5 separate regions of the Mus musculus genome follow, and regions 1, 2, 3 and 5 are each linked to region 4. The links are chromatin contacts, called in public HiChIP or PLAC-seq and promoter capture Hi-C maps. All regions are on one chromosome and are shown on one strand. The core of a region is the stretch at or near the end of the contact, and the rest is flanking DNA. Distances in the headings are between cores, read along the strand shown. Region 1 holds the start of Ppig (peptidyl-prolyl isomerase G (cyclophilin G)). Region 2 holds the start of Stk39 (serine/threonine kinase 39). Region 3 holds the start of Ubr3 (ubiquitin protein ligase E3 component n-recognin 3). Region 4 holds the start of Nostrin (nitric oxide synthase trafficker). Region 5 has its middle 14 kb from the start of Gm36002.

The links. Promoter capture Hi-C pulls out the DNA fragments that hold promoters and counts their contacts. HiChIP or PLAC-seq counts read pairs in DNA pulled down with a chosen protein or histone mark.
Region 1: an HNF4G HiChIP or PLAC-seq map of pancreatic cancer cells shows a contact between it and region 4. The contact joins the promoter of Ppig here to the promoter of Nostrin in region 4. A contact is called at or near these places in 1 of 39 promoter capture datasets (the C10 cell line), 1 of 115 datasets of contacts at active chromatin or transcription factors (pancreatic cancer cells) and 1 of 9 other capture datasets (adipose tissue).
Region 2: a contact with region 4 is called in a promoter capture Hi-C map of neutrophils, with 4 times the contacts expected there. The contact joins the promoter of Stk39 here to the promoter of Nostrin in region 4. A contact is called at or near these places in 7 of 39 promoter capture datasets (cranial neural crest, hematopoietic stem and progenitor cells, liver and 3 more) and 2 of 115 datasets of contacts at active chromatin or transcription factors (extraembryonic endoderm stem cells and stem cell-derived neural progenitor cells).
Region 3: a contact with region 4 is called in an HNF4G HiChIP or PLAC-seq map of pancreatic cancer cells. The contact joins the promoter of Ubr3 here to the promoter of Nostrin in region 4. A contact is called at or near these places in 2 of 115 datasets of contacts at active chromatin or transcription factors (bone marrow-derived macrophages and pancreatic cancer cells).
Region 5: a contact with region 4 is called in a promoter capture Hi-C map of hippocampal neurons, with 2.4 times the contacts expected there. The contact joins the enhancer-like site here to the promoter of Nostrin in region 4. A contact is called at or near these places in 16 of 39 promoter capture datasets (the 3T3-L1 cell line, the HPC-7 cell line, cranial neural crest and 8 more), 2 of 115 datasets of contacts at active chromatin or transcription factors (differentiating embryonic stem cells and extraembryonic endoderm stem cells) and 3 of 9 other capture datasets (adipose tissue, embryonic stem cells and liver).

Annotation. Positions count from the first base shown.
Region 1 is chr2:69,721,025-69,726,613 of GRCm38.p6, forward strand. Ppig (peptidyl-prolyl isomerase G (cyclophilin G)) reads left to right here and starts at 2,064. Exons shown (of 14, transcript NM_001081086.1): 1 at 2,064-2,339.
Region 2 is chr2:68,469,180-68,474,273 of GRCm38.p6, forward strand. It overlaps Stk39 (serine/threonine kinase 39), which reads right to left and starts at 2,802. Exons shown (of 18, transcript NM_016866.2): 1 at 2,455-2,802. The coding sequence starts at 2,698. Gm13596 (a long non-coding RNA gene) reads left to right here and starts at 3,785. Exons shown (of 4, transcript XR_866392.3): 1 at 3,785-4,826.
Region 3 is chr2:69,895,022-69,899,842 of GRCm38.p6, forward strand. It overlaps Ubr3 (ubiquitin protein ligase E3 component n-recognin 3), which reads left to right and starts at 2,225. Exons shown (of 39, transcript NM_177783.6): 1 at 2,225-2,818. The coding sequence starts at 2,274.
Region 4 is chr2:69,133,519-69,138,850 of GRCm38.p6, forward strand. Nostrin (nitric oxide synthase trafficker) reads left to right here and starts at 2,282. Exons shown (of 16, transcript NM_181547.3): 1 at 2,282-2,398. The coding sequence starts at 2,372.
Region 5 is chr2:68,565,948-68,571,461 of GRCm38.p6, forward strand. No RefSeq gene overlaps it. Among named protein-coding and RNA genes, the nearest start is that of Gm36002, 14 kb to the right of the region's middle. Within about 2 kb of position 2,619, at least 5 of the 459 cell types and tissues checked have an H3K27ac peak or open chromatin away from gene starts, as enhancers often do. A contact at or near this core is called in hippocampal neurons, where this site is marked.

The DNA.
Region 1 (5,589 bases), core at 814-3,313, 590 kb after region 4:
AATTTACAAGAGCTGCTTCCAGGCAGCCCAGCAAACGGTCTCTTCTCTCCAGCAAACTGTTCGGCTCATCTAACAAGAGAGAGGGTTCCTGAGAGCTTCAAAGCTTTCTTGTTTATTTATGCCCATCCCCAGGCAGGGCTTCTCTGTGTAGCCCTGGCTGTCCAGAAACTCAACTCTGTAGACCAGACTGCCCTCAACTTCATAGAGATCTGCCTGCCTCTGCTGGGATTAGAAGTGTGCACAACCATTTCCTAGCAATGTTTGCAATTTTTAAAAGATATATCTGTTCATTTCTCTGTATATGTCTATGTCCATGCATGTGAGCTTGAACATGTGTATTCAAATGCATGTGCATTGCCGTCAGAGAGGACACTGTGTGGCCTTGTCTATTGTTCTCTATCTAATCATTTTGAGTCAAGTTTTCTCCCCAAATCTGGGATGTTCTCAGCTAGGCTGGAAGCCAGAGAGTCTTGGGACCTATCTCTATTCACTTTTTTTGAGCTGGGATTACAGGTTTGCACACGAAGCCTCTCTTATTATGTGGGTGTACGGATCTGAATTCTGGGCCTCGCAGTTGCACAGCAAGAGCTCCAATTTGCTATGTCTCCAGCCCGAGTTCCTGAAACTTGCTTGTGAGTTTTGGGAGTTTCATCCTGATTTCCCTCCAGGAGGAAACATTTCTGTCCAGATGAAATAACTGTACAACACTCTGCCTTACTTCAATCTTCTAAATTCTGTGTAGGTCTCTGTAGCCTCAATCTTAGAGATCCGACTACCTCTGCCTCCTAAGTGCTGGGATCAAAGATGTCCACCGCCACTGTGTGGCATCCTAGATTTAATTTTTACAATGGAATTCCTTTTTGTTTGTTTCTGGCTTTAAAAGATCGATTTCTCTCACAAATTAAGATCTTAGGTGAATGAGCCCGATAGGAGGCATTTCTGCTCCATGTAGTTATTCTGGGATCTAAATTCCTTCCATTATGTTATTCTAATGCCTGCCAGTTCCTTGTTTGTGGATGATTAGAATATATTGGCAAATGAAGAAAATAAGAGGCAATGTCTTAAAGCCTAGAGCAGCATGCCACTTTGTCTCAAATTTCATCCTCGAAAATTAAATCACATGGCCAAGGGCTGGCGAGATGGCTCAGCCATTAGGAGCACTTGTGGCTCTTGAAGGAAGACCCATATTGAGTGTCTCGTAATGCTTTTAACTCCAGTTTGGGGACGGGGAGGATCTGACACCCTGTTCTGACCTCTGCAAGCAGTTATAGATATACAGTGCATATACACACAGGCACAAATACAACCATATTAAAATAGGACCAGGCATTTGGGATAAGAGGCAGAGGCAGGGTAATCTCTTAAAGAGTTTGATGTCAGCCTGATCTACGTAGAGAGCTCCAAGGCAGCCAAGGTATATAGTAAGACCCGGTCTCAATAAAATGTTAATCCCCGACTACTGGGATTAAAGGCATGCGCTACCACGTCCCGAAAGTAGCTCATCTTTGTTACTAGCTTTTGAGCGTTTGCTGAAGGTTCCTTGGAGGCAGAACGTCTCTCTAAATACCTCGACAGAGGATGTCACTGTTTATAAAGTGATGCGCATCATTTCGGGAGCGCTGTGACATTCTGACGGATCCACACCGATCCAATCAACTCTCAGAAACCATCAAGCGACCCGTCGGGAACGTATTTTAAAAGGCAGAAGAGACCCTACAAGCTCAAGGAGAAGATGCTGACGTCAGCCCGGGAACGCCGGGAGTCGCCGGCACCCATCCCTGACGTACTTCCGGCGCGACACCTTCCCTCCACGCCTGGCCTGGGCTGTGGGGGAGGGAGGCGGTTAGTGGGCTTTAGCGCCTTTCCTGACGGCGGTAGATTTGAAGCGCTTTCCAGGACCGGGCCGGGAGACGAGAAGCCCGCGGCGGGGCAGGTGAGGGATGCGAGAGCGTCTGTCGGCGCGGCGGCGTCTTCTGCGGGCCTTGGGGACGAGAGCGGGAAGGGCTCAGGGCGAGGGGCGGAGCCGCGGCGGGCCTCTGGGCCGAGGTAACCGTCTTTCCGTCGAGGTCTCTGGGCTGCTCGGGCTCGGAGGGGTGGCCCCGGGGACCGCGGCGCGGCCTGGGGCCCCGTGGTGGCCCGGCGGCTTGCAGCCGAGCCCCGGGGCGAAGGAAGCGGCTCTTCCTCTCCAGCCCCCGCCCTCCCGGCTCGGGCGCACACCTCCTCCCTGACGCATTTTGCCGCACAAGCTGTAATATGGCGGCAGCGACGGCAGCCTCGGCTCCCGGGAGCTAGGTTCGTTTTGGAGGCTTCAGAACCGGGAGACGGAGCGCTGCGGCGTGGTAGGTGGGACCTCTGGTTAGGGAAGGGGGAGGCGCAGCGCGAGGGCCTGTCAGGTTAGGGTTAGGGAGGGACGGGCGCAGAGCCAGGATCCCCGGGAATAAAATCGACCGCGGGCTCCGGTCCTCCCGACCTTTTCCTCCCGTAGGACAGCGGCTGGCGTGCATGCCTCAGTGACACAGGCCCTTGGTGTTAGGGACACTCCTAAAACTCAAATGCGAGATGTTAACCTCAGGGCCTTAGAAGTTTTCTCATGTTCCTGAGCGACTGGAAGCGGCCGGGCCTTTGGGGGAGGAGGATTCTGTTGAGGAGAAGATGGTTTCTGAACCCCGTTCGCCTTTAGGAGAAACGAACTGATTTTTTCCGTGTTTCCTCTTGATGTCGAACAAAGTCAACCGTAGCGGGCATCCGTTGTCTAATTGTTTTGGAAAACCTTATGGAAGCACCACCCTGTGCACTCAGTTTGATTTCTTAGCACGAATACATTACTTGCGCTAAGTAAAGATTAAGTAAAGACTCTCTTTGTTTGTTTGTTTTTGATCACCAGAACATTTAAGAAATAATACAGTGTTTTGAAAATTTGGAAGGTCCATATTAACTTTCAGAAGCTAAATCCAGAAAGGATAAGATTTGTGTTAGTGTCATTCCCATTGTATAAAGAATATGATGACTAGTAATTGCTATTTTGTAACAGATACTGGACAGTTCGAGGAAACCTTTTTTATAAGTTTTAAAAGATAGCCATAAGAGGAACTGCACAGATACTTAGAAAGGCTGCTTCTAACTTACCTAAAAGTGTAACTCCTGATTTGGTGTCACAATGTCTATAATCCCGGGCTGAAGAGAAAGGGTCACCAATCAAGGCCAGCCTGAACAACTTGATGAGACAAACAAAAACACCTTAGGGACCCCACTCTTTAATTTTAATAATGTGGAGTGTTATTAGTCATGTAATAGTTTACATTTCTCTCTGTTTAAAAGAAGCTAGTTGCTTAACAGTTTCTTTAAGCTTTATTAAATTGATTGGGTTGTTCTGCTCACTCCCTAAGTAGGTTGGTGTGTGTGTATGTATGTGTGTGTGTGTGTGTATATATATATATCAAAAATTGTATTTTTTATTTCTGTAGGCCAAAATTTGGACCTTGAGATGTGCAGGCAGTACTTCAAATATTCAGAGAAGACTGCTATAATTGGACCTTTGACTTTTACTGACAAGGCGCATTTTTTGCTTTGTTTGAGGTCTTTGGCATTTTTAGGGCAAGCACCACTGAGCTGTATTCCTAACCATTGGTCTCCACATTTGTTTGTGTGCATAGATTCAAGACTTCACAACTGAGGGCAAGTGCTAGATCACTGGACCACAAACTAACTCCTAAGTTTTCAGAATACCTGTTAGGTGGTGTTTTTCTACCAGCTCATTTTTTGCATACCAGTAGTTTGTGTATATCAAAAACATTAAAGAAAATGGTTCTATTTGGAAGAGCATAGGTGACTTTTCCTGACAACTCAAAATGTTAGCTTGTTTTACTTAATTCATCAGCAGTGTATACATTTGTAAATGTATGCAAATGTTACTAATTAGTTAATTTTCATTTCTTATTTGATCCATGTGCATACTTTAAGAGTGAGCTGATGAAGCTGGTTTGAATGTTAAAATGCTTCCCAAGCAGGAAATATTTTTAAAAGGTGGGATATATTTTTGCCCAGTTCTGGAGGTCTCAGTCCTGTTGGCCTGTTCCTTTGGATCCTGTGGCAAGGCATTACATGGTGGGGGACACACAGTAGAGCAAAATGCCTTCTTGTGGAGTCCAGGAAACAGAGGATGGAGGGAGGGGGCTGTCCCAATACTGCCTTCAAGGACTCACCTCCAGTGAGTCAACTTCATTCCATTAGTCCCCATCTCCTAAAAGATCCTCCATCTCCTGGTAGTGCCAAAGACTGGCTACCAAACCTTTAACATACTGCCTTTGGGGGACAATTAATGTCTAAACATCAAGAAAGTGTCTTTTAGACCTGACAAGGGAAGATGAATACAAAACAAATCTTCCAAGACTTGCTTAATGACAAACATCAATTGACATGCCAGTATGGATTAAGAAAATTTCAGAAGACCCTACCTCTAGATGAAGAGTTATTGTCAGTTGATGGCTGCTGAAAACGGGAAGATATTTAAGTTCTCTTCAGAGATGAGACCCTGATAGGTTATCCAATCCCAAATAGACCTAAAACACATGCACATGTGACCAACTTTAAAAGGGCCCAGGAGTTTGAATGTGTGTGTGTATAAAACAGAGGTCATGAATTTAAGGGGACTTTTGGGAGGATGTAGGAGAGGGGGTGTTAGAAGCAATTTAAATACAATAATACTCATGTATGGAATTCTCAAAATTTTTTAATTAAGTTTTTAAAAAAATCTAGATGTAACAAAGGTTCCCTTCTCTTTGTATTCAAAACTTAAGTCTTCCCTGGGAATAGTATTAAAAGTAATATAGGAGGCTGAAAAGTGACTCAGCAGGTAAAAGCATTTACTACTAAGTCTGAGGATCTGAATTCTCTCCCTGGAAGCCACATAGTGGAAGAAGAAAATTCCTCTCAGTTGTCCTCTGACCTACACACATGTGCATTACATATGCCTCCCCACTAAAAAAGTGTAGTCCTGTGTAGTCCTGGCTGTCCTGGAACTCACTTTGTAGACCAGGCTGGCCTCGAACTCAGAAATCCGCCTGCCTCCGCCTCCCGAGTGCTGGGATTAAAGGCGAGCGCCACCACGCCCGGCTATATGTCTCTTAAGATTCAGTTCAGTCACAGTACTCTAGAAACTTCTATCTCCAGGCTGAATGAGCCTCCCTGGGTGAAAATTATAAACTCATCTATAAATTCCACCAACCAAAATCTTCCTGGCTTTTTGTTTTGTTTTTAATTAGATATCTTCTTCATTTACATTTCAAATGCTATCCTGAAAGTCCCCAATATCCTCCCCCGGCACTTTTGGGTTGTTTTTAAAAAAACAAAAACACAAACAGCACCCCACACACACAAGATCTTCCATGGTTGTCAAAGATGGCCCTAAACACACCCTGCGTGTCCCAGGCAGGCCATGAACTTATTTAACAGCCTCCTGTCTCAGTTTTTCAAGTATTTGGAATTATACGCCTGTGTCACAAGTCCCTTCTAAAACTTTAAAAATTTTTCCTGGAATGACATTTTGTTTTCATGTATTAATACCATATTTGACATTTTTTTTCTCTTTAG
Region 2 (5,094 bases), core at 1,552-4,051, 660 kb before region 4:
TAGGATGGGAAAATGTGAGATATATATAAAATCATAGAAAAGCTGAACAATGTGTAGAACCAGAAATGAAATTAGCAGGCCTTTCTGTTCTTGAATCCCCCAGGTAAATCTTTCCTCTTCACTAAAAATCAACCAACTATAATTAACACTGATGCCACAAGCAGAGAAGGCCTTGTAATTAATCCTACTTAAACTAAAAAGATTTTATTCCTTAACTCACAAAAGAAGCCAGCTCAAAATACTGTTCCCAGAGTCAAGGCTTACATTTTAACCCTAATGATTAACAATATGAGAATATAAATTAGTTGTATGTAAATTGCTCTGGATCCTAGGGAAAACTGTGTGGTGGGAGAGACCAACCAACTCAATTCAGAGTTGCTTACGGAAGGCAGCAGCAGGAATAACTCAGCACCTTACAAGCTCTTACTGGGACTTCAGTGCAGAATCAGCCAGTCTCTGCCATGCAGAGTATCTGTCTCCCTCCGTCTCCGAGCACTCCCTCAGCACATCCTACAGGATCATTCTCCCTTATCTCCTAACTCATCAGCACATGATTTAATCATGCCTGCCTGCATTGCCAACACATGCACAGAACCTAGAAGGCCCCAAGACTTGGTGAGCAATCAATAACAATGAGGATAGGGACTGCAGAGTAGACAAAGAAGGGGTCAGAAGGAGCCACTTAACATGTCCTGGGAGAAGTGTGAGCTTCTCCAAAGACATTCACTTTGTCCTTGGACGCTGAGCAAGACTGACTAGGTAAAGGTCCCTAGGAATGGTCCTGGTTCAGTCTTCAATATCAATACACATGTATGTATGTATGTATGTATGTATGTATGTATGTATATGCATGTCCATTGTGTGTGTGAGCATGGTAGGGAAGAGCCTGCAATGACAGCAATCAGCAATCACTGTGAGAATGCAAGAACTCAAGGAGCAGCAAAGAAGTTCAGAGTGAAGAGCCTTACATCCCAAGCTAAAATAGTTTTCACTGAGGACTCTGGGCTTTGAAAGCTCTTGGTGTTATTAAATCCTGACAGAAACGTCAAGATCCATCCCTGAAGAGTCTTTAGCTAAAAGTTATGAAAGATACTAGGAGAATTTTGTCTATAAATGTCTATAAAGACTATAAGCAGCCTTTGCATACCAAAGTACATAATTACTACACATATACACATTTCTGCCTATCAAACACACAAATAGATACATACATATATACATATATATGTATGTATATATTTATGTATATTTATGCATTGCTGGAAGTCTCATTCACACACGACATAAAAGGGGTTCCTTTGAGTGTCTAGTGAAATTATATTAATTATGTTAATTATAATTGTTCAAGGGAAAAATAGAGAAATCTTTTTTAAATGAAAGAAAAAGATAACTTGAATTTCCCCCCGTCCCCATCTTTAAATATCAAGATTATGAGCCAGCAACATCCCCAGTCCAGAGTTCATAAGGTTATATGATGGGGCCCACTTTGCCTGGCAGCATCGGTGAGGCACAAAACTTCTAAGTGAATGAACCTTTAGGTAAGGTTCTAAGCTAGAGGACACCACAAATATCCTGGCCCTACACGTGTTTGGCTCAAAGAAAAGTAACGCGGGCTTCTTGCCTTTCGACTTTGCCAGGTATTTAAAAATGTAAGATAAGATGGTATTAGTGAGCTGCCTAGGAGACACCGAAAGGCTGGGCGCGGATCGTGGACAGCCTCGAGTTTCACCCCAGCAGATCCTCCCGGAGCAGGGCAGAAGGCCAGCGCGGCCGCTCACCGGCCCCGGGGCTGGCAGCAGGCGGCGCGCCCGCAAGGAGGGAGGCAGGTACCGGGCGCACCGCGCGCAGAGCCGGGTTGCAGGGCGAGCATGCGGCGGCTGTCAGAAGAAGGCCAGCATCCTCCCTGGTCTGGGCAGGCGCCTGGGCCTCTGCCACTACTACGTGGCTGGGCTACCCACCGAGAGGTCATGGCAGGAGGCAGAGGCGCGGCTGCGCCCGCAGGGTCTCCCAGGACGCGTTTCACCCAGCACGGCGCGGGGGCGCGGAAGCCCAGGGCGGCGCCCCCGCATCCCCACCCCGCCCAGGCAGCCCATCCGCGTGGTCAGCGGCCACGAGCTGCGGCCCCAGGGCTCGAGGGGGGAGGAGGATGCGGCGTTACTGGGTTCCAGCTCCGCCGCCCCGGCGATCCGGGAGATAAAAGTTTGCAGCCTGCAGCTCGTCTGCAGTGCGAGTCACATCCGCCGCGCCACCTCCTGCAGCAGCCGCGCTCAGGGAAGGAAGGGACAAATTAAAAATTAAAAAAGACAATAAAATAACTGTTGAAGCCGGTAGGCCCCGAAGCCGGCCGCTCTGCCTCTGGGCGTGCAGGCAGGCAGGAGAACCGCATCCCGCACCCACTCCCGCCCAGTCTCGGCGCCCGGCCTGGACCGGCCCCGCAGCACCCTCCGCACTGACCGATAACCTCCTGGAGCTCGTACGCGTCCCTGCAGATGGGCCAGCCGACCGCCTGAGCTGCCGGGGCCGGGGCTGGAGCAGCAGCTGGAGCCGGGGCCGGGGCTGCGGACGCCGCCGGAGCCGGGGCCGGGGCCGGGGCTGGTGCTGATGTCGCGGCCGCCGGGGCCGTCGCCGCCGCCGCTGTCACCGGGGCCGCCTGCTGGGAAAGCTGGACGTGCACAGGCGAGCCGCTCGGCTCCGCCATGATGCTGCGGGAGGAGAGTGAGGGGACGCGCCGGCCGGCGGACGACCTTCCACTTGAAACTTCCCTAGCCTCGTCGCCCACACCTCTCGGCCGGCGCACGCCCTCCCCGTCCGCCGCAGCCGCCGCCGCCGCCGGAGCCTGCCACGAGGGGAGGGAGCCAGCCGGAGGCCGAGCGGGGCGGAGGGAGGAGGCTGCGCCGCGGAGGCGGGGACGGGAGGAGGCGGCGGCCGCCGCGCCCGCCGCGCGCCCCGATCCTCGCGCGCACGGTGCTCTCAGCGCCGAGGGGAACCGCCGCCCCCTCCCGCCCTGCTCGCCGCCAGGGAAGTTTCCACGCGCTGGGAGCCGGGCGGCTTCGGGGGGTGATTTCGGGGCTTGCCCCGCTCCCTTCCTGCCCTGCCGCGCCTCCGCCCTAGACAATCGCACTCTCCCGAAGAAGCCCCCCTGGGACTCCGAGGGCGGGGTCGTTGAACGGCTGCCAGATTCTCAGCCTGCTAACTCTCCCCGAGCGAGCGAAAGAACCTGGAGTTCTTTTACAAGTTAGCGAGGGAGACACCTACCTACACGGCGTCGGTTTTGTAGGACGCCGGTTAAAAAATAACCCAACTTGTAACTTTCCGGCGCTTTACCTGGCAGGAGCCCTTTCGCACCTTGCCTAATGAAATCGCCAGTGCTGCTCTGAAATGAAACCCGACTCCCTAAATCCCCGGCTTTCTCTTTTGTTCAAAGACACTTGGACCCTAGGAAGGTGATGTCAGGGGCAGTGAAGTTACAAGAAGTAGAGAGGAGAAAGGAGTGTAACAAAATCAGAGCGCAGGCCTAGCATGCTATGGTTCTATCCCCAGCACTTTTTATGTGCTTAAAACCATGCTCGGAGGTAAAGTGCCAGCTTAATACACTTAAGGTCCTTGGTTCGATACCAAGTACAAATGAATACATAAACAGTCACATTAACCCTTTAAGACCCTAAGGTCAGACAGCAAGTTTCTTGACAGAACACTATGAACCTACTGGGGCATAAATTAACTGCAATGGAAAGTTTTGAATAAATGCTGCTTTTTCAACACTCCCCAAATTACCTCATCTTTAAAATAGCTGTGGCAAAACCAGAGATTTTTCTAATTGCAGGTGTCACATTTGAATGTTCAACTCTCATCCCTCACAGAGGTGACCACTATTAAAAGATTCTTGTCTCAGGCTGGAATGGTACTCTGACTCAATAGGCGTATTCGTTATGTGGCTGACATTAGGCTGGCTGGTTCTCACGAGACAGCCAGGCTTGAGAAAGAACAAAGCACAGGAGAGCCATGAAACTCTTAAAGGGATAAAAATAAAAATCTCCTTAAACTCTTTAAAAAATAATTCAAAAGAAACTTAGACATTTGCTAGGAGAAAAACCAGTTGTCTGGCAAAAGCAATGACGTTAACTGTTTACTTAACCTCTTAGGGCACTATGGGACAGATGGATAAACTAGCAACTAGCATGACTTGCTCAAAGAGCTAATATTTATGCTGCTAAGAACTTGTATTTCCTTTTGTGCAGATATACTATTTTTTAAAAAGCCAGCATATTTGTTTTAATTTATGTCAAGAAATAGACTACTTCATAAACAAACTCTAGGCCTCTGATGAACAGGGCAGTTATCCCAAGTCACTGGTTACCTCTCCCTGAGCTGCTCCCATTTCATCCAAAGAACTTTTAAGGACTGCTTTTAAAGGAAAAAGAGACAAGATTAACAGAGCATTCCTCCACGTTGTCATATGAAGTTATGTCTTGACTTTTGATCGTGAAATGGGATTGTGAAGGCCAGGAAAGCCTTTAAGACATGCTAGGAAAACATGATTCACAGAATCGAGGCAGCAACCCCAGACCACTTGGTTTCCCACAAAGAACGACTGTTCCCTCCTCAGAGGCCAGATATCTGTCCTCAGCCAACCACTTTCTAAATGACCACCAGGGAAGCCATTTGTAAGAATTCTCATGAGCTCAAGGCTGTTAGTGCTTTTCAACTGAAGATTAGGTTGCAACAGAAGACTGGAAACGCCAATGTTCTGGCCAGGAAAGGAATCTTCTTTTTAAAAAAATCATCTGGCATGAAACTTGGCTGAGGTTACCAGGGTATAGAATGAGGTATGTAAAGAGCGAGCACGGACCCTTCTCTTCTCTTCTTGTTTTCAAGTCTCTGAATGAATGAATCCTATTTTTTTAAATAAATCTTGTTTGTATTTTAATAGCATCCTTGACCAGAAACACAACATAAACTTAGAGACCAATTTCCAGGAAATCTTAAATACCTCTTAAATATATACATTTCCAAGTGCAAGTACTGGGATCCCTCAGTTATTGATGGAAACATTAACTTCCAGATTCAATCCCATGCTTTTTTATCACTTATAAA
Region 3 (4,821 bases), core at 975-3,474, 760 kb after region 4:
CCCTGGGATCCATCCCATAATCAGCCTCCAAACGCTGACACCATTGCATACACTAGCAAGATTTTGCTGAAAGGACCCTGATATAGCTGTCTCTAGTGAGACTACGCCAGGGCCTAGCAAACACAGAAGTGGATGCTCACAGTCAGCTATTGGATGAATCACAGGGCCCCAAATGGAGGAGCTAGAGAAAGTACCCAAGGAGCTAAAGGGATCTGCAATTCTATAGGTGGAACAACAATATGAATTAACCAGTACCCCAGAGCTCTTGACTCTAGCTGCATATGTATCAAAAGATGGCCTAGTCGGCCATCAGTGGAAAGAGAGGCCCATTGGTCTTGCAAACTTTATATGCCTCAGTACAAGGGAACGCCAGGGCCAAGACGTGGGAGTGGGTGGGGGGAGGGTATGGGGGAACTTTTGGGATAACATTGGAAATGTAGATGAAGAAAATACCTAATTAAAAAAAATAAAGAACAAAACACCCCATTGCAACCCCCAAAGCCCCAGGAAAATGATCAGTTAGTAAGGCTGCGGGGATGAGAATTTATTGCTTAAGATAGTTATTGAATACATCAGAACCTTTTAATTTTTTAAATTGTTTTTTACGTATGGGCATTTTGCCTGCATTGGTGTATTACTGTGCAGCACTTGCACGCAGCGGCCAGAAGGGGGCGTTGGGTTCCCTGAAATTGGATTTAAAGTTAGTGAGCTACTATCGGGGTGCGAGGAATCAAACCTGGGTCATCTGGAAGAGGAGCTAGTGTTTTAAAAAAATTACTCATTCCATTCGTTTACATCTCAAATGATATCGCACTTCCCGGTTACCCCTCTACCAATCCCCCTCCCCACTCCTGTTTGCCTGTATGAGAGTGACCCACACTCTCAAGGCTCATGCAGCTGGTGCTCTTAACCAGACTCATCTCTCCAGCAACCCTGGGAATGTAGCTCAGTTGTAGTTTTTCCCTTGTATGCACGGTGCTCTGGTTTCAACCCCTGACCCTGTAAACCAGGCATAGTGCAATAATTCCAGCACTTTGAGATGGAGGTAGGAATTCAAGGTCATCTTAGTTTACACCGAATGCTTGAGGCCAGTCTGGGCCGCAGGACATGTCTTAAAACTCGTAAAGAAGCAAGCAAACTAACCAAAAACTTTCATGGAATGGTGAATGGGTTCCAGTGGCTGGTCTCTTTGTCTTTGACTCTGATCCGGACAGCGAGAAACAGTGATGTTGGTGGATTTTGAAGAGATAACGTAAGGAGCTTGGTTCTTCTCTCCAGTAAAGAGTTTGGGTAAGAGGATAACAAGAGGGCCAAGTAAATGGTGCTTGTTGCCAAACCTGATGACTTGAGTTTAATCCTCAGGAAATCAGATAATAAAGAACCAGCTTCCATAAGGTGTTCTCTGATTAGATGTGTATCGGAGGACTTCTACTCAAACAAATAACTTGAATGTAATTTTTTAAAAAGACAAAAAAACAAAACAAAAACAACAACAACAAAAAAACCCAACCTTACTTTTAATGTGGGCAGTGGAGGGCACCCCTAAATTTTCAGCACTCAGGAGGCAGAGACAGGCAGATCTGTGTCTACAGAGCGAGTTCCACAGAGAAACCTTGTCTCAAAAAATAAAAACCAAACCAAACCAACCAAACCAAGCAAATCAAGAGGAAAAAATAAATAAATAAAAGAAAAGAATCTTACCTTAAAAAAAATTTATTTTAGGAGATTCAGGGGAAGTATTTAGGAGGCAGCTTCACTAACAGCAGGAATTCAGTAGTAATTAAGTCTCTGATAACAGCAATCAACATCTGAAGACCAGATATGGATGCCTAAAATACATCTGGTAGATGTTGTGTTTAATTCCTATGTTCCAGGCAAATAAAGAAAAAAAAAACCCACTTATCTTTTTTCTTTTTATTTATTCTTCTCTCATACATTACATACATCACATACATCCCGACTACAGAGAAACCACTTTTATTAAAGATTGTCTTTGCGCCGAGTTCTTGTGTAAGTAATACTTTTGAAAGTTGGGAGTCAACAGGTTAGAGAGACCATAGGAGCAGAGCCCCAGCCTGGTGGGTGGTGGTGGGGAGCCCGACGAGGGGCGGGGCTTGGCAGGAGGGCGTGGCCAGGGGCGGGGACCGCGCAGAAGTGCTCTGCAGCGCCGGGTATCGCGAGAGTTGGGCGGGCCGAGCCATCGCAGCAGTCAATTCCCCCACCCTCCCGGGAGGAGCCGGGGGCCTGGACTCTGCAAATTCTGAGCTCTCATCATGGCGGCGGCGGCGGCCGCGGCGGCCGTCGGGGACCCGCAGCCGCCCCAGCCGGAGGCGCCGGCGCAGGGGCTGGCTTTAGACAAAGCGGCCACCGCCGCTCATCTGAAGGCCGCTCTCAGCCGGCCGGATAACCGTGCGGGCGCCGAGGAGCTGCAGGCGCTGCTGGAGAGGGTGCTGAACGCCGAGCGGCCGCTGGCCGGGGCTGCGGGCGGCGAGGAGGCGGCGGGCGGCGGCGGCGGCGGCCCGGGCGAGGCGGAGGAGGATGCCCTGGAGTGGTGTAAGTGCCTTCTGGCCGGCGGCGGCGGCTACGAGGAGTTCTGCGCGGCCGTGCGGGCCTACGACCCCGCGGCGCTCTGCGGCCTGGTCTGGACGGCCAACTTCGTGGCCTACCGCTGCCGGACGTGCGGCATCTCCCCCTGCATGTCGCTGTGCGCGGAGTGCTTCCACCAGGGCGACCACACTGGACACGACTTCAACATGTTCCGCAGCCAGGCCGGGGGCGCCTGCGACTGCGGGGACAGCAACGTAATGCGGGAGAGCGGGTGAGTGGAGTCCTGGCGAGGCGAGGCGAGCCGGGCCGTGTGATCTTGCGGGGGTCGGGGGGGAGGAGCCCCAGGGGGAGATCCCTGGGAGCCGACCCGCATCTGCCAGGGGAAGCTTGGGGGAGCGCGCAAGGGGTTGGAGGTGACTGAGCTGTCACTGGTGGGAAGGGGGTGGGGAAGAGAGGAGAGCATGTGCGGGGAACCAGGCTGAGAAATTTCAAGGAGGTCAGGGTGGGCGAGCGATGCGGGAGAAGGGTTCATTCAGTGTGTGGGGCGAGAGGGCAGGGACGGGGAGCGGATGCTGGGGTTAAATCTGGTGTGGAGCTGTCAGTTGTGTACTTGTTGCGAAAGGGTGTACAGCTGCCTGCCTGGTTCTGGGGAGAGCCTTAGAAGTGATTTAGATTGACTGGGAGGGAGTGATTTGGGATCTGAATTGGGTCAGTTGGGTCACAGGAGGCCGAGGGCCAGGGGGAGGGTCTTACAACTGCAGGTTAGGACCCTTGTGTGTGGGGGGGAAAAGTGTCTGTGTGTCTGTCGGAGTGAGGGACAGAGCTCTGGAGCTAATGGGGTTGCGGGAGGAGGGAAGGGGAGGGGCTTGCATAAAAAGGGACTGTTGAGCTGTCAGTGGAGTATGTGATATGCCGAAGTGACCGAGAACTGGGCCCCTGAGCCGTCAGATATAGAATACGCCTTACACCAGAAGGAGGAGGAAATCACTGAGCGAATTAGGAATCAAGTGCTGCTGGGTTTTATCTAGTTAAGGGCGCCTTATTCATTAATGCGAGAACATCCGCCGAAAAGGAGACACTGGACACATGCATCTTTGACAAACGCATTGATGCGTGCAGTGCACCTGGTGTGCCATGGCACCTATGCCTTAATCCACATACACTACATACCTTACATAGGAGTTAGAGGCTGGAGAAGAGTTTCTGAGCAGACGGACTAAGAAAAAGGATTCAGGAGTTAGCAAGACCCTGCAAAGAGTAATAATCAGGGCTAGCAAATAGAGCTGGATTTTTTTTTTTTTGGCTTTTTAGCATTTTAATATTTATATATTATTGAATATAAAAGCCAAAATAACCTATAGTGAAAAATTTCCTCCTTTCTGGTCTCTCATCTGCCAGTTCCTTCTCATTGCTTTTAGTTTCTCTCAGTCCAAAGCAAGCAACAGTAAATGTTTCCTCGTCCTGCTGTCTCCTCTCATGCAGAAGGTAACATGGTTGTGCATCTTCCCTCTCTGTGGGTTCTTGATTCTGTAGTGTAAAGACAACTATACAGTGTTCGGTGAGTTTGCTGCCCTTGATTTAACAATGTCATTTTATGGGCAAGGAGAGGCCTAGTATAAAATAAAAACCTAGGTGTACCAGTCTTCTCTCACCTGTAGAAGAATATCACTGGGGTAAATTTACAAAAGTGGGACTTAAAAATTGTTCCTCCTAAGTCTTGTAATAACTACTGTATGGAATGGCCTGTTTGCCAATAACTTTTTTAATTTTAATTTTTTGGTTTTTCGAGACAGGATTTCTCTGTGTAGCCCTGGCTGTCCTGGAACTCACTCTGTAGACCAGGCTGGCCTCGAACTTAGAAATCTACCTGCCACTGCCTCCCAAGTGCTAGGATTAAAGGCATGTGCCACCACTGCCCGGCACCAGTAGCTTCTTTAACAGTGTTATTAAAACTTTAGATTTTTTCCTGTTTGGTGGAAGTTGTCAAATTTTAACTGCTTTACATAATTTAACTCATATAATCTTTAACAAATTTGAGATGCTGTTGTTATTCCCATTGGAAAGGAAAACAGGGCACAGATTTTAAAACTTGGTAAAAATCGTGCAGTAAGTTAAGTATGGTAAGTAAGCTAGGCTTGCTGACTGTATGCTGACCTTTCAGCCACTTCCCCTACTGCCCTTGTTAAACTGCATTCTTTAATTTGTTTTGGGGCATTTACCTGGGGTGTTGGGCAGACCAAGAATGTACTCTCCCACTTTGTTACACCTTCAATC
Region 4 (5,332 bases), core at 1,032-3,531:
CTGGCTCCACTCCTTTTCTGTATTTCATTAGGAAACAGGTTTCTAAGATATGGTGAGATCAAACAAAAACGAACATACTGGAGTAGGAAAAAAAACAAAAACAAAAAACAAATAAACAGAAGAAAAAGAGCCCAAGAAAAGGCACAGAAAGCAGAGACCCACTCGTTCGCACTTTCAGGAATCCCATAAAACCACCAAACTGGAAGCCATATTATATACCCAAAGGACCTGTAAGATATAGAGAAGGAAAAATAAGTAAATAAAATAAGGTCTTACCTGTCTTAGGAACTGCTTTTCTTTGGTTCTTTTTCTTAGGATTCTTTGTTTTATCCTATTCCAGTGTGGTTTTACTTTATCTTATTTTATTTTGTGATTATTTTTAGATGCCCGTTTGTTTCCTAAGGAGAGAAAGAGAAGGAAAAGGTGTGGATTTGTGGTGAAGAGGGAGGTGGAGACAATCTGAGAGGAGTTGTGGGAGGTGAGACTGTAATCAGAACATACTGTATGAAAAGAAATCTATCTTCAACTTAAAAAATAGAAAAAATAAAAATAGAAAAACAAAAGGCATCAGGAGAAATGGGACAGAAACACCAAGTGACATCAAGTTGCTGCAGATCCTAGAACTCGGGTTCCAGTCATATTTATGTGAAACTCAGAAACTAAAGAAGACTTTAATGGGAATGTGAGTTTCTTATCCCTGGATCTCATTATGCTGACATAACCTATCCAACTCCAGTCTCCTGATAGCTGCTCATTGCTGTAACCTCCAGTGATGGATGGTTCGGCCAGTAGAGAGAATCTTGTTGGTATGTGAGGGGTGGTTCCTGTCTAAGGCTGGCAAGTCATCTCTCAGCTCTTGTAAACTCTCCTCTTTCACTGTTAGCTCTCTCTCCTACACTATCTTCAGGGTCTTAAAAGAGAGCCTGGGCCCAAGAGGCAGCTGAGAGGAGGTTGTGTCAGTAGGATGGTGCAGCTGAGATACTGTGAGACCTGAAGTATTTGAGGGGGCTTTGGGGACAAAACCTATTCTCAGACAAGTCACAAGTCAGAGCAAAGCTACTCTGAGCCTTGTAAATGATTGTCATAAATCCATAGGCAATTAGAAACCTAGGGACTGACAACTGGGAAAGGTATTTTTAAAAGCAACAATAAAATAAGTTACTGATTGCCAGCTCTGCCCATCATTTTGAGCCATGAAAAAAGAAGGCCAATCTTAGGCTTAAATTAATAGCCTAGCCTCTTGGTCCTGCTTGGCTGAGAGTGAGGGCTGGATTCAGTTCAGCCCTGAGAGGTGTTTCATAAATGGTCTGCTTCCTGATAGTCTTCTGGACACTTTAGTGTTAACAGTCTCATAAGGTTGTTTGGTACCAGCTCTGAGTGACTTGGAGCAGAAAAAATAGAGGTTTGATATTGCAGGAGGGTATGGGCCATTAATTTACATATCAAAGCCGGGACTATAGGAAATTTGTCATCACCTCAGGGATTGACCTACTGTGTTCGTTATTGTCCTCATTGCTGCGACTAGCTGCCTGATAAAAGCAGAAGGAAAGGGTTTATTGTGGCCTGTAGTTTGAAGTACAGTGTATCATGACAGGAAATGCAAGGCAGCAGGAGCTTGAGGGCAGCTGGTCCTATTGCATCCGCAGACAGGTCCCAGAGAGAGGAATGCTAGTCCGCCACTCACGTTCTCCTTTTTACTGACGGTCAGGACCCCAGCTTATCTGATCATGCTGCCTACACTTAGGGTCGGTCTTTCCACCTCCATTAACTCAATCTAGACACCCCCCTCACGGACATGCTCTTAGGTGAGCCTCTTAGGTGAGTCTAGATCCTATCCAGTTGTCAATCAAGGCAAACCATCAGACAGCCCCACCTAGATCCAGGTGGGAATGCTGCGTACTTAACTCACCTTCTCCAATCAACGTGAGAACGAAAGACAGCTGTGACTGTCACTTTTCACCTATCTAGCTTGCCTAGACCCCAAAGGTCAGAGCAGCATAACGCACAGAAAATACAAGCCATGACTGGACCAGCAATTTCCACCATCATTCCAGGCATCCAGATCATGGGGAACTCTACCCAGCTTCTGAGCCTTCTCTCAAGGCTACACCTCAGGGCCTCAAAGTTCACTGGACTGCTTCTCACCATTCCCACTGGCTCTTTTGACCCAGAGCTGTTCTGTGCTTTTTCAGGAAATGAACTGGATGAAAGTCCAGGGGCTGGAACTTCCTCCTTGGTGTGTTTGACAAGGACTGACGTACTCTAAGCCCTTTGAATCCCGGAAGTCCAGAACACACCCAACCTGATTGATTGCAGCGTCCAGCATGCTGGATCGAGCGTAGGTAAAAGAAAAAGCAGACAGCATTTCAACATGAGGGACCCACTGACGGACTGTTCGGTGAGTAGCCCAGTGCAGTGTGTGTGTGCCTGTGTGTACGAGGCTAGGGGAAAATTTATAGATTAGTGGTTTCTAAGCTGCAGAAATTGGAGGCATTCAGAAAGCAGGCGTGTTTAGATTTTGGCTGTGGAACAGAAGTCTGCGGTTTTTCTTTGGTTAAGCTTAAAATAGAGCCCTCTTGAAAATGTGACAGTCATAGCCGTCTTTAGTTCTCAAATTGATGGGGAAAGATTTGGGTGAGTCTATAGCATCCTACTTGGATCCAGACGGGGCTGTTTGAGAAGCAATATTAAAGCTTGCTTGATGAGGTGCCAACATAGTCAACATCGTGTGTAGAGTAGACAGGGAAGCTCACAGACCGTCTGCAATGCATTTGGGCTCAGAGATTGAGTCAGGGAAGGATTTGCCTCCCCTCCACACCCTTCAACCCATTCCTGCTTTTTAATCAAACAGCTTGAGAGTTGTGATCCCAAAAGCCCTCAGGACACAGAACAGACTCCCATTGTGTCAGCCTGGTAGCTGGTTCGCCAGCCTGCTTGCTCTGGTCCTGGGATCTTCCCTGCCCCCCTCCCAATACAATATTGATCAAAAGTCCAAAGACACACAGCACAGTCACTAATGTATTATTAGTGGCAGAGATTTGACCTAGGAGACAAGATGCAAAGGAAATAAAGGGAAGGGAAATTTGTTCCGAAACCAAAGTAATCAAGGATTTTCAATGTCTTACCCAAGCTGTAAAGCGAAAAACTTGGTGACCTCAGAAGCCAGGAATTGTAGCCATGGTTCATATATTTTATTGAAAGAAACAAACCAACCAACCAGCCTGTGGAAAAGCAAATAGGAGAAATCTGTGAGGAAGCCATGATCAGCAGAGGATGCAGCTTTCCTTGTTGTTTATTCAAAGGGCAAGGAAACCATGGGCTTAGGAGAGGTGGAATTCCAACTGCTATTGGACAAACCTAGTTCAAGAATCCTGAGGCTGAAGTGAGGCAAACATCTAAGAGATTAAGAAGATAGCGTAGCACCAGTTCCATTAAGCATTAAAAAGATATGCTTAATGAATACACAGATTCCAACACCACACTTGAATGACAATATTGAGTGAACCCCCACCTCACCCCTTACTTTGGCACACAGCCTCAATCTACTCGGCATTGGGTGGTTATGGGTAACCTTTTAGAGAAATTTGTTCTTTTCTCTTTGTATTTGCACCCTACTACACTTTTAAATCCTCGCCTGTCTCACATGGATTCTGGTGATGTTTTCCCTGGTTCAGGTGACACCCAGATAAGTTGAGGCAAACACTTGGTACTGGCAAGTATTTAAAGAGAAAGTCAATGCCGAGATAGTACAATAGACAAAAGAGAGGGAGACAGGAGGCAGGACCAACTAGGTTTTTAAAAGAGAAAAGAAAGAAAAAGGGGAGTTAAAAGTCTATCATATCATTGTGTGTGTGTGTGTGTGTGTGTGTGTGTGTGTGTGTAGGTAGACAGCACAGCTTACTTCAGGTCAGGACTAGGGACAAATGTTTTCTTTCAGACATCTCCCAAGACAGTCTCCCCTACCTCCATGGCAGTTCAAAGCTCTACTTCTGTGGTGCTAGATGATGCTATACCCTATTTTGAGTACTACCCCAAGGGTGTTTGTCTTTGTCCATGACTAGGGGTCATGTCTCTGGGCCCATCGCCACCAAAAGTATCCGGGAGTCAGGAGGAGGCGGATATCCCTTCGGCCTGGACTTCTAAACTCTCTAAAGCCACAGAATACTTATTTATTTGCAATTGTTTCATCTTTATTAAGTGTTCGCGTTGACTTCCTGGTACAATCCCAGCTTGTACTTGGAAAACAATGCTCTACAATTTAGGAACATGCTGAAAAAAGGGGCAAGGGTGGGGGATGAGACGTGGATTTCAGACCGATGCTTCGGAAACCACTTATCACTTGTTTTTCACTTAATACTTTTTAAAGAGAACCCAAAGCTTCCACTGTCTGCCAAGTTTCCTATCACATCTGACCCTAGCTTGGCATCGAATATGATTAAGCATCTTCATTAAGCTATAAATCCTAACTTGGTCCCCACCAATGGATTTGTGTACCAATATCAGTGGGTCAAGAGCAAGCTCAAATAAAAAATGGGGTGGGGATCTATATTTATACTTATTTTTAATCCAAATGTAGGATTTTCTTCAAGAACGAGGGTTCAGTACCAGTAACAGTGTCTAAGACTGTACAAACACTGAAGAACACAGATTTTGTTTTATAACAGTGTTGTTATAGATGTTTCAGAGTATTGTTTATTCTCAGCCTTATTTACATATTTTGGTAATTCTTAAGGTTTGCTATTTAGCATATTAATACAAACATTCAGTCTAATATCAAAAGCTCGAAAAATATTTTTGAAAATATGCATATATATGTAGCTCATTCTCTTTATAATAATGTGGTATTTTGTTTTACACATTTAAAAAAATAGTGAAATATATTTTACCATTCGATGAAAGCAGGCCTGGTACAAGAAATTTAAAGCTATCTTTAGGGTCATGCTCCTGCGAGAGTCTGAGCTGCTTCCTCAGCACTTCAACCTTCAGGGGTCAGGCCAACGTCTACCTTCAAACGATTGTCACTGAAGTAAGCTAAAGAGTGATAGACATTGTGTGGGGCTCTTAAATAATGGCGAGGATGCTGGAGCTTGTTTCTTTAAGGTTTCCTTTTTTTTTCTTTCTTTCTTTTTTTTTTTTTTTCAAATTCTAGTTTTGGGAAGAAAAAGAATTGGCTTCAAGCCTCGATGCCTGCGAGCTTATCATTGACACCTAAAAATATACCACGAGAAATCTTCCTCAACTCCATGTTCAAGGATGTGGATAGCATCAAATTCTTCCCAGAGGAAATGACTCAATTATGTTTAAAAAAAAATAAAAAAGTACTACTTTCTTC
Region 5 (5,514 bases), core at 1,369-3,868, 570 kb before region 4:
AGTGGACTGCATCCAGCATTCAGCTATGAGAGGCAGTGGAAGGCCATTGGTGAAAGTGCAGCCTCAGTTGCAGTTGATGGCCCAGGACTGAATTGGTCATGAGAAGGAGTTGAGGCTTGGCACCATGAAGAGAGCCTAGGAGAGGCTATTGGTGAAGCCTAGTTACAGTGGAAAACAGCAGCGTTTTGGAAATGCCAGTACCATGAGATGACCACCAAGAACAGCAGCAGCAGTGGAGTACAGGCAGCTGGAGCCTAGAAGACAAGATATGTGCTACAAAGGGCATGGCTGGGGAAGTGACCCAAGCCCTTGGAGAAGCCTAGAAGATCGTGAGTTGGATCCCAGACATTGGACAGTTGGAGTTTAATTTTTGCTTTTGATTGTGACTGTACCCTGATATTTTTCCCTCTTGAAGGAGGAAAATATTTTAGTGAAGTCCGCAGTTAAGAGACTTAATTGTAAAGACTTTGGATTTTAAGAGAGATTGAAATTGTAATAATTTGTAAAGACTGTGGGACTTTTAAAGTTATTTAAGATCTTGGCTAGTTTTGTGTCAACTTGACACAGCTGGAGTTATCACAGAGAAACGAGCTTCAGTTGAGGAAATGCCTCCATGAGATCCAGCTGTAAGGCATTTTCTCAATAAGTGATCAAGGGGGAAAGGCCCCTTGTGGGTGGAACCATCTCTGGGCTGGTAATCTTGTTTCTATAAGAGAGCAGGCTGAGCAAGCCAGGGGAAGCAAGACAGTAAGGAACATCCCTCCATGGTCTCTGCATCAGCTCCTGCTTCCTGACCTGCTTGAGTTCCAGTCCTGACTTCCTTGGTGATGAACAGCAATGTGGAAGCGTAAGCCTAATAAACCCTTTCCTCCTCAACTTTCTTCTTGGTCATGATGTTTGTGCAGGAATAGAAACCCTGACTAAGACACCTACCATAAAGGGCACCTATCTTTCTGACCATTGGACGTTAGAAGGTTTGGGAGCTGCCTAGGTTACTATACTTCTAGAAGTAAATGCTAGTCTGAAAAATTAAGTGATTAAACATTCAAAGCATTTTCTTTTTTTAATTGAAAAGGTCACAAGCGATCACATTTAAAAGGAACTTGAGTCTGAGAGGCAGGCTCTGCCTTGAAGGTGATTAGAAGGGCTTGTCCCACAGAGATGGAAAGTGGAGCATTGCAGGCAGGACAACAGGATGATGCTGATCAAGGAGAATCTCATTCCGAAATTCTAAGGCTGAAAGAATTTCCCAAGTGAGGAGTTAAAGAGGGCAGGAGCTGGTTAGCAACTCCACAGGATTCCATCAGATTCCCTGTCACTGGCTAACAAGAAGTTTGGGAGTCCTCAGAATATGCAACTCAGAAAAGAGCAGCAGGCTTCCTCTGCCCCCAGCCCTCATGATGCTCACAATGGTCTCTCAGTTTAAAGAGTCGCTCATTCACACACATTTTCTTTTGTTAGGAGAAAAGGATTTTTTTAGAAATTAAATGCACACATTAAGATGCACACGTTAAACACTAATGTGTATGAATGGCACTAATAACAGAGAAAGCCGGAAATTTTCACTCTTAGGAGTCTACAGGTACCTGCCAAACTTGTGTTCATACCAATGTTTTTCCTTGATTAATTGAAACATAATTCTGTCATTTCCCCTCCCTTTCTTCCTTTCTGCCCCTTCTGTTTTCCCCTCTAAATCTCAAGGCTTACTCTTCTTTATTGGTGTTACATATACAAATAAATGAAAAATTATAGAACTACAAGCTTTTGCGTCTATTCAATATTGTCTGCACACCAATGTTTCTAGGGCTGACCACTTGTAATTGTATATCTGTCTCAGAGTTTCTCTTGCTGCCATGAGACACCATGACCAAAGAGCAAGTTAGGCTTACACTTCCATAATGCAGTGCATCATAGAAGGAAGTCGGAACAGGAACTCTAACAGGGCAGGAACCTGGAGGCAGGAGCTGGTGCAGAGGCCATGGAGGAGTGCATTTGGCTTGATCTCAGTGGTTTGCTAGGTCTGCTTTCTTAACGAACCCAGGATCACTAGCCAGGCGATGGCAGCACCCACAATGGGCTGGCCCCTCCCCATCAATTACTAACCAAGAAATGCCTTACAGTTGGACCTTATAGAGACCTTTTTCTCAATTGAGACGCCCTCCTTTCAGGTAACACTAGCTTGTGTTAGTGATGTAAGATTAGCTAGCACAATAACCAATCACAAGGCTCATCCCTAGGAAGACTAGTTTTCCTTCTCTCCGCAGTTGTTAATTGCTTGTAGCTCTTCACTAAAACATAAACTTGACAGTAAACAAATCTGTAGCATGTCTTCAAACTCACTGAGACTAAACAACTCATTACCGAATGATGAATGGGTCACAGAAGAAACCAAGAAAAACGTATTTCCTGTAACTAAAAACGCAATTCAAGAAAACGTCTTTAACTGCCCCTAGAACTACACGGAGGGCCTCATTTAAGGGAATATAAGTGGCCTCTCAAGCTCCCCCCCCCCATATTCAGATTCTACACATGCGCAGTAAGCACCTTCCTGGCTGGCACACAGGACAGCCCTCCAAGTTGAATGTGCGCCCGCACCTGGCACGAGCCTGGGTACCGGCTAGTTTGTGTTTACCAGCGTTGCTTGGCTACCGCGTTGCCAACTGCTCCTGCAGTTGACAGTTCCTGTATCCACACGGAACTTTCCTGCTATATGACCTTGTGGCGAGACTTGGCTCTGGGTTTTCTTCGATATCAAAATCTTTAGGCGCTGGCTTACTATAAGCTTCCATTCTGGGTTTAGGGGGCCCTTTTTTACCATAGTCTTTTTTGGGTTGGGGATGTGAGAGAAGCTTAACGGGAGGGGAGGGAAGGAACCTTCGAAGCAGACATTTACCATGCAGATGCTCTTCCACAAAAAACAAAGGACCCCCCTGGGCTTCTGTGATGGCCTGCATAATACCTTTGTGGGATTTGGGAGCAAGGATGAGAGAGGGTGCCGACCGCCCAAATATCATGCCAGCTATGCACCTTATTATCCAATCCACAAGGCCGCAAGCACGGGTGACGTAGCCACAGTAAAGAGCTTTATTGAACGGGGAGTTTTTGCCATGGAGCAAACAGATTGGAAGTACAGGTAATGGTGGGGTTGGAGCTGTGAGAGAGAGTGGGCAGGTACCTTGGAGGGAGGCACAGGAAGTGGGAAGTAGGCTAACTTCCTGTCTGAGGTGAGAAAAGAGAAGCATGTGCCAGTAATCTTAGGATAGACAATTGGGAAAGGTGTAACACCCAACTGGTCCTCATTAGCTGCGAAATGGCGAAATGAATCAAGATCAGTGCTTCCAGTCCCCCACAGTTCTCCTTTTAGAGTGCTTACTGGCCTCTTCAAGGGTTTCAACAAAAATACAGCTTTAGTGTAGCCATTGCAAAAAGCATGTCACACTTATCATGGAAAGATGCAGGAGAGAAATTTCTAGTATGTGTCAACTTCCCATCTAAAAGGAGTTTTTTTGGTTTGTTTGTTTGTTTGTTTTTGTTTTTAATTGAAGGTTGGTACTTCATTGCCAGTGTATACCCATGTATTCACATGAATGCAGGAACAGACATTTCCTACTGAGAGAATTTACAAGGAGATTTTAAATGCACGGACAGCTTTGTGTTCCCGTATTTATGTTTTCGCTTATCTCATCCTCTTTAGTTACAGGTGCCAAGTTCACTTCATAGCTTTCTGTACTTACTGCCTCCTCCCTCGCTAGTTTAAACACTCCTAAAGGGTTACCAGTGTCTTCCTTGTAAGCCAGGCATGCTCACAAGATTGACAGTGAGTTCTGGTTTTTCCAGAAGTCACTGTTAATCCAGTGATTTCTGTCACACAGTAGGGCAACTTCCGTCACACAGTAGGGCTCATTGGCACCTTTGGCAGTTTTCAAATCACTAAGCTCACCTTGGCTTTTCAGTGATGTCCTGCCTTCAGGCCACCACTGTTTCCCAGCCCTTCCTGGGCAGATGCCTGGATTCCCATTGTTCTGTGGCTTCGATTGCTTCAGTTTTCTCTGCATTGATACCCTAAGAGGAGCAGGTCCCATGAGAACTGCCCAGCTCACACTTTTCTTCCATCCTCAGGGCTGTGGCCTCTGAAGCTGGATGCTCCTTTCCACCATTCAGAAGGCTCACAGCAGAGCGCCAGGACACCGGCTCCATGCTGGTCAGTAGGTAGAATCTATATTCTAATCTACAGAAACAGCTCACATTTGAGGAATGCTGTCACCAGTGAAATTGCTCTTTGTAATAAGAGGCAATGCAGCATCTTTTCTTCAGGAGAAAATTAAGACTTAAAATGCAGAGTCATTAAGTGCTACTTGGTGATTATAATGGCACGCGAGTAAGCCTTAAGAAAATGCTTTTGAAATTCATAAAAATCCCTTTTGTGCTCACAGGACTGCTCTGCATTTTGCCTGTGTCTATGGCCATCCAGAGGTGGTGACTCTCCTGGTGGACAGCAGCTGTGAGATTAGTCCAAAGGACATTAAAGATGCCACCCCTCTAATTAAGGTATACTTTAGCCATCAGCTTCAGATGATATGAATTTGAAATACATCATTAGATGAAAAGATGCAGCTAGGCGATTTTAAAAGGCAACTAAATACTGAAGCCTGTGGAACGCCGATCTTGATGTCTTTAACCATTTCTGTGTTGGCATCACTTCCATAGGCCTCCCAGTGCAGACAAACGGAATGCCTTGATATTCTCTTGAAGCATGGTGCTGACCCAAACATTATGGACTGTAGCGAGAACACTGCTCTGCATTACGCTGTCTACAACGGGGACATCAAAACTGCCACTAAGCTGCTGGAATACAAGGCAAACATTGAAGCAATAAATGAGGTATGCACGGCCCAGTTTTAACTATTGGAACGGGCAGATTTTTAATGGCCATGTGTATGGAGAGTCAATCTTCTGTGTTTCCTTGGGTGGAAATGTTTTGAAATGACTCAATCACGGAAGATGCAACTGTAAATAGCGGCACTTTGAACGAAAGGGTACATGGTGCAGCTTTCTTGAATGTATTTCTGACAAAATATTTGTCAAAACAATGAATTTGCGAAGGCTCTGATTTGCCTGTTTTCAAGTCTTACAAAAGCTTTCTCTTGACTAGTTGAAAATGGCAACCAAAAGAAAACATTTGCCTTTGACATCAAATTTACTTTGAAGGAGAAGGAAATGTTTTATAACAACCGGACATCTGGATGCTCAGACAAGTTCTGCCATGTGATCAAGCTATGAGCGATAAAGCCAAAGGAGGAGAGAGGGAAGGGGAAGTTGATAAGAAATACTCATACAAAGACAACTGGGAAAAAGATAATTGAGGGAAAGCATGGGTTTTCTTTTCAAGATTTATTTATTTATTTATTTATTTATTTATTTATTTATTTAGTGTATATGAGGACACTGTAGCTGTACAGATGGTTATGAGCCTTCATGTGGTTGCTGGGAATTGAATTTAGGACCTCTGGTTGC